Linked DNA regions of Mus musculus: region 2 is linked to region 1. A link is a contact called in public HiChIP or PLAC-seq data. All regions are on one chromosome and are shown on one strand. The core of a region is the stretch at or near the end of the contact, and the rest is flanking DNA. Distances in the headings are between cores, read along the strand shown.

The links. HiChIP or PLAC-seq counts read pairs in DNA pulled down with a chosen protein or histone mark.
Region 2: a CTCF HiChIP or PLAC-seq map of pro-B cells shows a contact between it and region 1, with 7 times the contacts expected there. The contact joins two enhancer-like sites. A contact is called at or near these places in 1 of 39 promoter capture datasets (the C10 cell line), 3 of 15 datasets of contacts at CTCF or cohesin (the NIH/3T3 cell line, large pre-B cells and pro-B cells), 6 of 484 Hi-C or Micro-C datasets (B cells, centrocytes, cerebral cortex and 1 more), 3 of 115 datasets of contacts at active chromatin or transcription factors (embryonic stem cells and large pre-B cells) and 1 of 9 other capture datasets (embryonic stem cells).

The regions. Positions count from the first base shown.
Region 1 is chr12:16,133,966-16,139,652 of GRCm38.p6, forward strand. No RefSeq gene overlaps it. Among named protein-coding and RNA genes, the nearest start is that of Gm48606, 95 kb to the right of the region's middle. Within about 2 kb of position 2,511, at least 66 of the 459 cell types and tissues checked have an H3K27ac peak or open chromatin away from gene starts, as enhancers often do. A contact at or near this core is called in pro-B cells, where this site is marked.
Region 2 is chr12:16,507,162-16,512,848 of GRCm38.p6, forward strand. No RefSeq gene overlaps it. Among named protein-coding and RNA genes, the nearest start is that of Lpin1, 80 kb to the right of the region's middle. Within about 2 kb of position 2,405, at least 69 of the 459 cell types and tissues checked have an H3K27ac peak or open chromatin away from gene starts, as enhancers often do. A contact at or near this core is called in pro-B cells, where this site is marked.

The sequences.
Region 1 (5,687 bases), core at 1,261-3,760:
TTTGTTTTACTGTCCTACTCCCAAGTCTTGAAGTTCATGGTAATATTTGAATATCAGATTTCAAATTTACAGTATTTCATTGGGCCACACATGTTATGTAACTGATTCTGCCTTTATTGTATGGTTCTTGACAATCAAGCCTCATAATGGGAGGCATTTCAAAGATCAGACATTGTTCCAGGGTGCACTGTTTCATTCCACAAGATGGTGTGGACACAGTGAAGGGACAGGATGTAGGATAATTCATGTTGAACATGCATAGGTCAAAGACCATGGATGGTAGTCCATGGAAAAAGGAAAGGCACTCTCATGGTCCAGGGAGAACTAGGAACCAGCCTGTGGCCTGTGTTTACTTTGACATGCTTAAGAAAAATTTGTTATTATTGATTCAAGAAGACAGTTTCCTGTATACTCAGAGTAGGGTGTTCTTGGGTTTCTCTGGGACCCCAGGATAGTAATCACAGTATTCAAAAAGAGGTTGAGAAGGAATATGAAAACATCATCCAACTGATCACAGTATATAGAATCTCAAAGCCCTACTAGAGTTCTCCCAGGGTGGATACGTGGGGGAGCCTAGGGCTTCCTCGTGTCTCACACATGCTCTCTGTCTGAACTGTTAAGGAGAGGGCAGCTCAGCACCCCTACTGCTGAGAACAGTCAGAAGCAGCTGTCCATCCCTCTCAGAAATCTCTAGCAAGCTTCCTGACTCTCAGTCCTGGAGAGGTGACCCTGCCACAGAAGCAACACAGGCAAGGTACCAAAGAGGAAGTGGGTGCCGTTATGTACCTGTTTCTCTCTCTCTCTCTCTCTCTCTCTCTCTCTCTCTCTCTCTCTCTCTCTCTCTCTCTCTCCCTCTCCCTCTCCCTCTCCCTCTCCCTCCCCCCTCTCTCTCTCCCTCTCCCTCTCACCCCCCCTCTCTCACTCTCCCTCTCCCCCCCTCTCTCTCCGTATGTATGTGTATGTATGTATGTATGTATGTATGTATGTATGTATGTATGTTTGTATGTGTGTCTGTGTTATCCTGGGTCCACCTCATCCCTAGCTGTTACCATGGAAAGCTACTTTAGCTCTCAAAGTAGACTTTCATATATATTTGAATACTGAAAGAAACTGTTCATTTCTCATTCATTTAGATAACTGGTCTTTGAAAAGTTACCATTCAACCAAAAAAAAAAAAAAATGCTGGAGTGGTGGCACACGCCTTTAATCCCAGCACTTGGGAGGCAGAGGCAGGCTGACTTCTGAGTTCAAGGCCAGCCTGGTCTACAGAGTGAGTTCCAGGACAGCCAGGGCTATACAGAGAAACCCTGTCTCAAAAACAAAACAAAAACAAAACAAAAGAAAACAAAAAGTTACCATTCATGGAGATTTTTTAATTTCCCAAGGTCTTATACTGGAGCAGGTCCTGTGAGTGTGGGCATGCATGAAACAGAGAGAGAACAGACAGAGGTGGGGGGGAGGGGGAGGGAGAGAGAGAGAGAGAGAGAGAGAGAAGTGGTCATTTCTGGTATGGAATCAAGGTTCTTCTAAGCTCCATGGTCCTGTGTACATCTGTAGATGAGGCACTGCAGTGAACAGAGATGAGCATAGTTTATTGCAAATACCTAAAGATATCGTGAGAAGAAAAAGAAGGCCTCTGCCCCAATTCTCCATCCAAATTCTGCTCATGTTTTGTGGCAAATGCTGAAAGACTCCTGGTGGGGGAGAGTTTTCCCTAAGCGTCTCTCTAGCCTGGATTCTGTTCTTGAACGTTCACCCTGCAGTCAGGCAGGAGTGAGTGGGCCTGGATCACAGTGTTCAGTACCTCACAGGTCCAATCTGTGCTTAGTCTAGACAGACAGCTGGAGACTGGCAGCAGGGGATATCAGACACTCCAGGGTGGAGGGTGGGGGGCGTGCTGTGACAAAAATGTTCTCTTCTTGTCTTGCTGACTGCTGCCTCCGGAAGATTGTCTGGAGTAGCTGAGGGCTGAGACTCCTTTAAGATTCTGGGATCAAAGTTAATAATCTAAGAGATCTTTGTGGCTACTGGTGGTTTCTTTGTCCTGCCCCCAGTGTTCAGAATAGCAAAAAGTCAGACCTCTGGGGTGACACCTGTCATGCAAGCTTCCAGGGTGGGGCTCTGACCTTTTCAACTTCTCCTTTTTAATTCACAAATTCACTTGTGTGCCTGGTACTGGGAACCTCTGGAATTCAGTTCCTTTAGGATTTTGGCCTGCAGTGTTGTCTCAGCAGGTGCCAGTCAAATCCTTTAGAACCTGGCCCCTTCTTGCCTGCATTCTTATCTTTTCATCTGTCCTACACTTCATGCTTTGCCTTGTGGCAGCACCCCATGCTGTGTACCTTCCTTAATGGCATCCCTCCCCTCCACCCCACACCCTCTCCCACCCCTGTCATCAAGCGAACAGAATCCTCCAGCCCTACCCCACCCCCACCCTTAAGGCCATGCATATCTCTACATGGCCGTGACAAGGCCATGCATATCTCTACGTTGCTGTGACCCCAGGAGAGCACACCACAGCAGTGCTGTGATGCTTAAGCTTCGCCCCTTTCAGTTCCCTGTCGGCTTGCAGCCAGGACCTGAGCAGCTGTCTTTATCTTTTCAGACAGATCTGAAGCACAGTGTATACATTTAAAAGAAAACAAAACCTGACCATGTAGGCTCCTGTGGTTGGTTCTGAACCTCTGCCCTCACCACTGACTCTCAAGGGAAAAGCCAAGTTGGTCTGCCTACAACACCAGCCTAATTGTGTCACTGCATGCTTAGATCATTTTAGGAGCATCTCATGCTCCTTAGGTTAGAGTTCCAAATCCACCATCATGCCTGAAAAATCCTACTAGGCTTGACCTTCCCCCAATGCTCAGAACACCCTTAGCCCATATTCTTCTCTCCAGACACAAAACAAGCCACTTCAAGGTTAATAGCTTAATTAATATTGCTGATTGCATGATTAATACTTTGTGCCATTGATCTCTAGACTTATGAATATTCCATGGTCAGGTATGGGTCAAGAAACAGCTTTGATGACCTTGGTGGTCTCAAATGCCAGAGACTGGTTTGCTAGGATTCTGGCAAGGATGTCCTTAGAGAGATAATGGGGTCCTCCCTGATATTGTCAAGTATTCTGTAGTGGGATGTTCTGTTTTTCTTTTTAGATTATCAGCAATTTTGAAGAAAGGACACAGAAGAATGCTATGCATTTTGGTTTTTAATTACTATTGGCAACATCTCCCTTCATTCTACTGCCCAGAGATTCTGTTACTGTGATAAAGCATCTACAAAAATATCAAAGAATGGAAAGGGTTTTTTAGACTACAAGTCCAGGTTATATTCCATCATCAAGGAAAGATGAAGCAGGAATTCAAAGTAGCTAGTCACCAATTAAGGGCAGAGAAAAATCAATCCATCCTTTTGTATGCTTTTTTACTGGCTCTAGTTCTCTCTTCTTTGATACAATCCAGGAACTCCTTCCTAAGGAATAGTGCCATCCACAGTGGGTTGGGCCATCCTAAGTCATTAACAATCAAGATACTCTCCCACATGTATTCCTTCTGACCAACATGATGAAAGCAATTTCTCAAATGAGATTCTCTTTCCAGATAACTCTAGGTTGTATTAAATTGACAGGTAAAGCCAAGTAGAACAGAAAATAACATGACCAGCCCAGATCAAAGAATGGGAAGAGCCTACTACATCTACTGATGAGAAGAGCTACAACATTATATTACAAATGTCATAGGCTATATAAAAAGTGGGGGGAAAGACATCCGTATTTCCAATCAGTCTATGAGAGGTCCCATCCCTAGTGACTCTGATGTAATAATCAGAGCTAAGAATCAGCTACTTGGCCTGCATTCCAGATGATTCTCCTAATGTCAGTCAAGAACCAGCCTTTAAAAGAGCTGCTTATCCTCTAGTCAGACCATCTCCTTTCTGACCCCTGAGCAAAGCCCTGCTGTTTCTAGTGACATGGCTTTTGACACCCATAGTTTCTGCCACCTGATGCATTTACTTCTGTCCCTAACCTAGTGACTTCCTGCCCATGCCCCAGGTCTTAATTTTCTAAGATTCTTAAGACTAGGTTTGCCACATCCACTTCCCCTTTTAAATCTCTCTAATAACCTTTACATTTCTTCCAAATGTTTCGAATGGGTTGATTGCTTGACAGCTTCCCTCACCGACAGTAAGTATTACAAAGGTCACACACATGTCTAATTTGCTCATCACTGCATACGTTACAAAATCAATTGAGGTCCAATAGATAGAGAGACTCAATAAATGTTCACAAAGAGCAGAAAGAAATGGCTTTGAACTTTTCATTAGACTTCCTATCCATTAATGCACTCCAAGGGTCAATTTTTTGTATTGTTTTAGACCAGCAATAAGTCATTCTTATTTTTCTAGGCTCAGAGAGGACATAACTAGAGACACTTTGGTGGTGTTAAGATGTTTTTCAGAGTGAACATGTAAGCTTCCTAAAGGAGTCTGAGAACCTTTAGACTATTCCTGATGATAGGATGACAAGATAGGATAGTTTGCTGGGTGTCTATTCTTCTTCTAATATATATGTGGGTACATGGGCATCTGTGGGCAGGTGCTAATGGAGGCCAGACGAAGACATTAGATCCTCTGAAACTCAAGTTACAGCAGTGCCAGCTGACCAGTGTGGGTGCTGAGAACTGAATTTAGGCCTTCTGCAAGAGCTATTAACCACCAGGCATCTTCTTACTAGGAAAGTTTACTCTTAATTAAGTAACTAAGAAAAAAGTGAAACCAGTGGACAAGTATTTGCACAAGCAAAGCCTCAACAAAAATGAAGGGGTGTGGACATAGACAACACAGCAGTGACCTAAGCCCCCAGGAAGGAGGAGTTGATCTGATGAACAGTTAATATCAGAAGTCAGAAGAAGGGGCATATAGAGGTAAAGGTAGAAACCACAACAGAAGGAATCAGGAGTGGGGGCATCTTTTCTACTTGGTGGGTAGGGGTGGATAGATGCTTTGCAGATAGACCAGCTGAGGGTTCCAATGAGGAACTACAAGTGAGTAGAGCATCCAGGAACATCCATACCTGACACATCTCATCAAAGTCAGTAGATCCTCTCCTGTGCCCCATCTCCTCCTCAGCTGGTTACTACTCTATTCAGAGTCCTCTGCAAGTGACAGGGAAAGGACATGTGCACTCACTGTTGGAGAAGCGCAGTATCTAACAGCCATGCCTGTCTTCACAGAGCACGTACTGGGATGTTCAGGGGGGCCCTCAGGGGAATCACCACTGTCAGCTCCAGAGGCTGCACATGGAACCTGCTTCCTCTTAGTAACAGTGAAATAAAGCTGCAAATTGCCACAGACCCAGATCACAATCTTCATATCCAGGGAGCAAAGGGCTGGCAACATCTACACCCAGCACCTGGCCCTGCTGGGCTTGGGACTTAAAAGATAGGGATGCTTTTGATTCTCACTGTTGAGTCATGAAGGGAAATGTTCGTTTCCTATCAGGCCCACTCAGCTGGAATACTTTTAACGTGTCCCTCTTCTTTTCAAGCTCTCTTTCATCTCCCAAAATAGCCACATCAATGATGAATTTGTCCCGCGTGTTTTCTGCAATGAGTTTACGTCTCATTGGATTCTCATTACCTGAGCAGGAGCTGACTCATATGGGGGTCACATGTCACTGTTCCAGGCTC
Region 2 (5,687 bases), core at 1,155-3,654, 370 kb after region 1:
AAAATAATAATGATAAAGCAGACTCAGCCCTGGAAAAACACAAAGCACCATATGTCTACAAATAAATTAACAAGCCGGCGCTGGGAGACGTCTCAGTCAGTGAAGTGCCTGACTGCAAGTGTGGAGACAGGAACTCCAAAGGAACTCCAAAGGCACCGCGGAGGCAGGAGGATCCCCGGGGCTCACTGGTCAGCCAGTCTAGGGGAAGTAATAAGACTCATAGTTCAGTGAGCAACGATGTCTCGAGAAGTCAAGCAGAGAGGAGCAGCGGAAAACCCCAATGGCATCTATGTGCACAATATACTCACCTCTATAGACATATATACTCACTCCACCTGGACAGCACAGAAGAGCTGACCCTAGCAGTGGGGGCGCAGGTGAGCCAGCCTGAGGGGGGGGGGGAGCGTGGAAAAGCTGGCCCTGCCACTCATCTGTCTGCCACGAGGTGGTGTGTGTGCAAGGGTGACACTCCATGACGGCCCCTCACTACCTGCAGCAGTCAGGAGAGCTGGCCCTGTTCTTCCCAGGCTGAAGCACTTGGGAGACCAAGACCCTGCACCTGACAAGCAGGGCTCGTTGCATCCTTATTAGCTACCGCTGTGGAACTTACCCATTTACTTAAAACTGAGTGTCAGGGATGCCCAGAGGGCCACCTCAATGACAAACCTCTTTCTACCCCACTCTCCATTGGGAAGCATCATGAAGCAGTATAGCTTGTCTTTCTTCCTGAGGAGCAGGGCCCATAACTCCTCCCAGGACAGCCACTCCTGGAATGGCTCTTCACAAGGAACCCAGTACAACCTGGAAGGAGCTGCAACCCTCGGGGTTGATGGACTCACATTACCTGATGGTTACAAGTGCCCTCTAGAAACCAAGACTTCCAGAACCGTGAGACTTAACACTTTAGGGATCAGGAAAGCCCAATATGGTTGCTGAATGACAAGGAGCAGGCCACTCTTATGTCACCTTTTAGCTCCAGGCTTCATAGATCTACAGTGTGTCTCACCTGGGAATTTCTGTGTCTGTTTTCTTACCCCCCTACTCCACCTTTGGCCAGAGGCTCCTGGAGGACAAAGTCCATTTTTGCATGTTTCTGTGTATATACTAAGAGAAGTCCTATTGTCTGGCATAGAGGATGGGGGATGGGTGGAAGGAAATGTCACTTTCTTATGTATGGCTGTGATGTGTGTTTATTTGTACACAGGCACACATGTGTGCATTGCGTGTGCATGTGCATTTACATGTGCAACCTCGGGTATCATTTCTCAGATACTCTCTCCCCTTGTTTGTTTTGGGGATTTTTTGGTTGTTTAGTTGTTTGGGGGTTTTGTTGTGTTTTGTTTTGTTTTGTTTTGTTTTGTTTTGAGACAGGGTAGTTCACTGGAACTTGCCAAGTAGGTTAGACTAGTTAGACAATGAACCCCAGTGAGACAGAACCTTTTTCTGCCACCCCAATGCTGGTATTAGAAGCAAGAGCCACCAAGCCCTGCTTCTTTTCCCATGAGTTCTGGGGGTAAAATATAGTTCCTTGTGCTTATAAGACAAGCACTTTACTGGCTAATCTGTCTCTAAGTCTTAAAGATACTTTCTTATGCCATGGCTAACACATTTTTGGAACATCTGCCCTATTTTTTAAATACCAACTACAGTCCTGATACTGAATACTGAGTCAATAGGTCAGAGTGTCCCATTGGGACCAGCACAGGATACCTGCAAAACAAAAGTGGGAAGTAAAGAGCCAGCAAAGTTAAAAATATTATGACAGTCCATCTGTGGTCAGAAAGAGAAAAGGCATGGTGATACTGGCCTTTCCAAGAGACTTGCTTGGCCCTTGGGAAAATCGGGTCTGAAGTCAAGACCCATTTCCCTGCTGGGCAAAGCTTTCTTTACTTGAAAATCAGAGCAGACAGATCCTCAGTAGAGGCCACAGACAAAAAGTAGGTTTCTGTCCGAAAGGCCAGGAGTTCTTCGGGCTTGGAGCTGGGGGAGAGAGCGCTTGTAGAGAGTATGCATGGCTGAGGGTGTGTTCTCTGAATGTCTTTCCTTGGCTAGAAAGAACCTGGAGGAGAAGCAGTCGGGAAACATTTGGGAAAGGTCTAAAGTCACAAAGGAGTCCAGGAGTCCTCTGTGCAAAGCCAGTAGGCAGCCCATGAGGCATTCACAGGAAACAAAGAGAGAGAAAAAGAGGTCAAAAGAGCCCTCCAACCCTGCATTCATCATTCAGTTCGATCTTCAAGGAATCTGCTGACTGACACAAATTGTTTTATGTGACTTTCTGCCTGGGACCTGAAAGGACAGGCCCCTCCCAAGAAGGAGAAGATGGGGCTGAATGGGGGCGAGGCCGCGGGGGCGGGGGAGTGGAGAGACACAGGAAGCCACGACCTTAGTTCCCACGGGGGTGTTGGGCGCCATCTACTGGTAATCAAAAGAACCACTCATACCTTTTGAAGAAGGCTGTTTCTTAGAAGTGGGTATGTATGCAAAGGGAAACAGAGCCTTTCTCACTGTAGGGAGCCAGCTCTGCCTCCCCTGAGCGTGGTCTCCCGACACATAGCAATTATTCTACAATGAGAATCCAGGGTTCAAAGGCCATAGTTAGTCTGCCAAGAGCAAGAATGTGCACACTGATTGCCGCTAAGAGTACCACTCCTTATCCTAAATTCAGTAGCTGAAAGTCTTCCTGCAACATCGCTTGCCTTGTGAGTGGTTGAATGTGGCTTGAGTAACTGGTTCTTTTGTCATACAGCTGTAAGAATCCAGCAAAAGAGGCAAAAGTGAATGCAGAGATGTGAACAGTAGCTGCAGCAGCAGGCGGCTCTCAGGATGCCCGGGGCATAGCCACCCCTGTGCCTTTTTCATCTACAGCATGACAAACATTTCAAAGTTCAGGGCTGATTTCACTCCTTTCTGACCCCTGCCCTGCACTCGGCTATCCTAGACAAGTTAAAGAAAGGAGAAAGAACAAATCAAGCTGGCTAAGCTGGTTTCACACTTCAAAGACCCTTGAACCAGTCTGAGGTGACAGGTAACAGACCACCACTAAAGCTGTGAAGGAGCATTGAGAGTGTAATACTTTATTCCAGCTGCTTCATTGTCTCCTGGCTGGGAGCAAGACCCTCATTGTCTCAAAAGTCCTGTGATATTTGAGCCTACCTTGCCTCTGTTTGGCTGTACCAACCCCTCCAGCCAATCTCCTCCCCACCCGCCTCCCTTCACCCAGTGCCTTCCATCATGTTGGTCCTTCTGCACACAGCCAAAACCACGGCCACTGCCTTGGTCATGGTGTCTTTTCACAGCAATAGGACAGTGTCTAAGACACCTGCCCACCTCAATTAGCAATCAAGACAATTCCCAAAGATATGACCACAGTCCAAGTACCCCAGTAATTGATCTCAATAAGTTTTCTCATTAATCCCTCTTCCTGAGTAATTTCAGGTTGTCAAACTACAATGGAAATAACTACTGACCTGAGATTTTCACCTCTGTCCTAAGACTCCAAGACTTCCATTGCAATGGCCCCTCCAGGAAGGGAAGAAGACACCAAACATTGCCAAGCGTCAGCAACAACACACCTGTGGCTTTAGCTGCTCCTGGGCAAACATTTGCATCCTTTTCTGACAGAGAAAGAGAGAAGCTCCAAGAGGGAAAACCAGTGGCCCAAGAACATGCTGCTTGCCAGTGAGCATCAGGGCTCTCTCCAGCCTTGTAGTGCAATGAGCCTGCCCCCTGCACTGCTTCATGAGGGCAGGAGGCCAAGAAGATAGGCTGACCCTCTTCTTGCACTCTAAATGACTTCTTTCCAACTTGTAGTCATGCCGATGAATGACATTAACTCTGCTTTAGGATTTGTGGGTTCCTTCATGTATTCAAACGGACATAGCAGAGAAGAAGGCTGCATGTGTATATGTTATTTGCTCACTAATCACTCATACTGTGTGCCCTGCAGACCACAAGACACTGCCTGTCTTATCCTAGGCACATCACAGGGAACAGGGGACAGAACTGCCCGTATCTGGACCAAAAGGCAGTTCCCCAGGCAGTTAAGGTTGACAGTAAGTGTGCTACTTATTTTAATAGACCTCCGAAAAGGCATAAAGGCAAGACCCTATTGTGCCACCTGTTAGACCAAGTTTCAGCCTAGCAATTGCTTGTCCTGCTCTCTGGGCCAGCTCTATCCTGGCTGTCTCAGAAATACCTCATGTTATGAGCCCAAAGACACTTCATCCTGTGGATACAGAGAAACAGGAGACTCCCGATGCATGATTTCCAATAGAAAACACAACCCAGACACATACAGGAACTCCCTTCTACAGAGCAAAATCCCAGCTATGGTAGAGGTGTTTGCACCTGTATTCTTCAATTTCTGATCCAGTAAAAAAAAAGGATCAGGGTGTGTGTGGCTGCTGGGTATCAGGTCTTCTGTCCTAGGCAAGGGAGTTCCAGCAGAAACAAAAATGAATAAAATCATCTGGCCACAGGTAACTTGAAAACAGACAAAAACAAACAAATGAGCAAACAAAACAATGACATACAAACTGAGAGGGAAAAGCCATTGATCTACCACTCAGAAGTGAACCCTGAAGGCTGCAAGACCAACCTGCCAGGCAAGCCATACCCACTGGCACAATAGTGGCATGAAAGTTATGGGGGTAACCAACCACTTTCTGATTAGAGCTGAGCCAGGTACAGAGGAAGGAATTCATGCCTGCCTCTATAAACCTGGCCCAAAGCCCCATGGCTTGGAAGGTCACAGGTCCTAAGGGGGAACCCACCACTGCTGTGTTACAGAATGTACGTGTCATCAAACTTCCTCATAATATTTGTGTGTGTGCCCTTAAGATGGATGGGTCAGTGTTGCCCTCGACCTTGTCCAGAGACGCTTCTTCTATAGTAGACACAGTTAGTGCAGAGTTGGAACTAATGAAGTCACTCCGCTATTAATGGGACACCTATATCCACACCATACCCCACCCAAGACAAAGTTCTGCAACACTACAGAAGAGACGATAGGAAGAATATAAGAACTGATGGAAGAGTCGGCGTGCAGTGAAATGCTGTGTTCTGGACATGATGTAGCTATTGTACCTATGAACTCTCTTCATCTACGGTTACCTGTACGAGACCTGTTCAAGATCAGGCCAACAAGAGCAGTCAGTGTTCCAGCAGGCAGCACTAGCTGGACTCAGTGGGTTCTAGAAAGGGTAAGGGAAGATATGAAGATAGCGGGAGGCATGCATGTTGGAAAGTGGCTGAGGGTTTCTCCGGAAAAATGAGACAGAGCCTAGGGAATAGACATGATTAATGTGTAGATGTTCAAAATTGTCAAAAAAAAGATTTTTAAAGAAAAATAAAAATGACAGGTAGTATCTAAGACCCGATGATACAAAAGTGATGTGCATTTAGTAGTGCACTCGGACTTTTGCATTCATTATTTTCCAGGCTTGTGAGATGTGATAAGAAGCACTCTCAATGTTGGGCAGGGATAGGGGCAGGGGCAGGAGCAGGGAGCCCCAGTTCCAAGCCAACCCTAAGATCAAGAGAAAAAACCACGTGTTCTATGGTGGACTGAGCTGCTTGGCTGTGATTCTCCAGAGGTTAGGAACATTTAATGCATTTAACTGGGAAGATTTTCAAGCAATAGTTATATAAGGATGAAACCCACTGTACACTGAGAAACATCTATATGT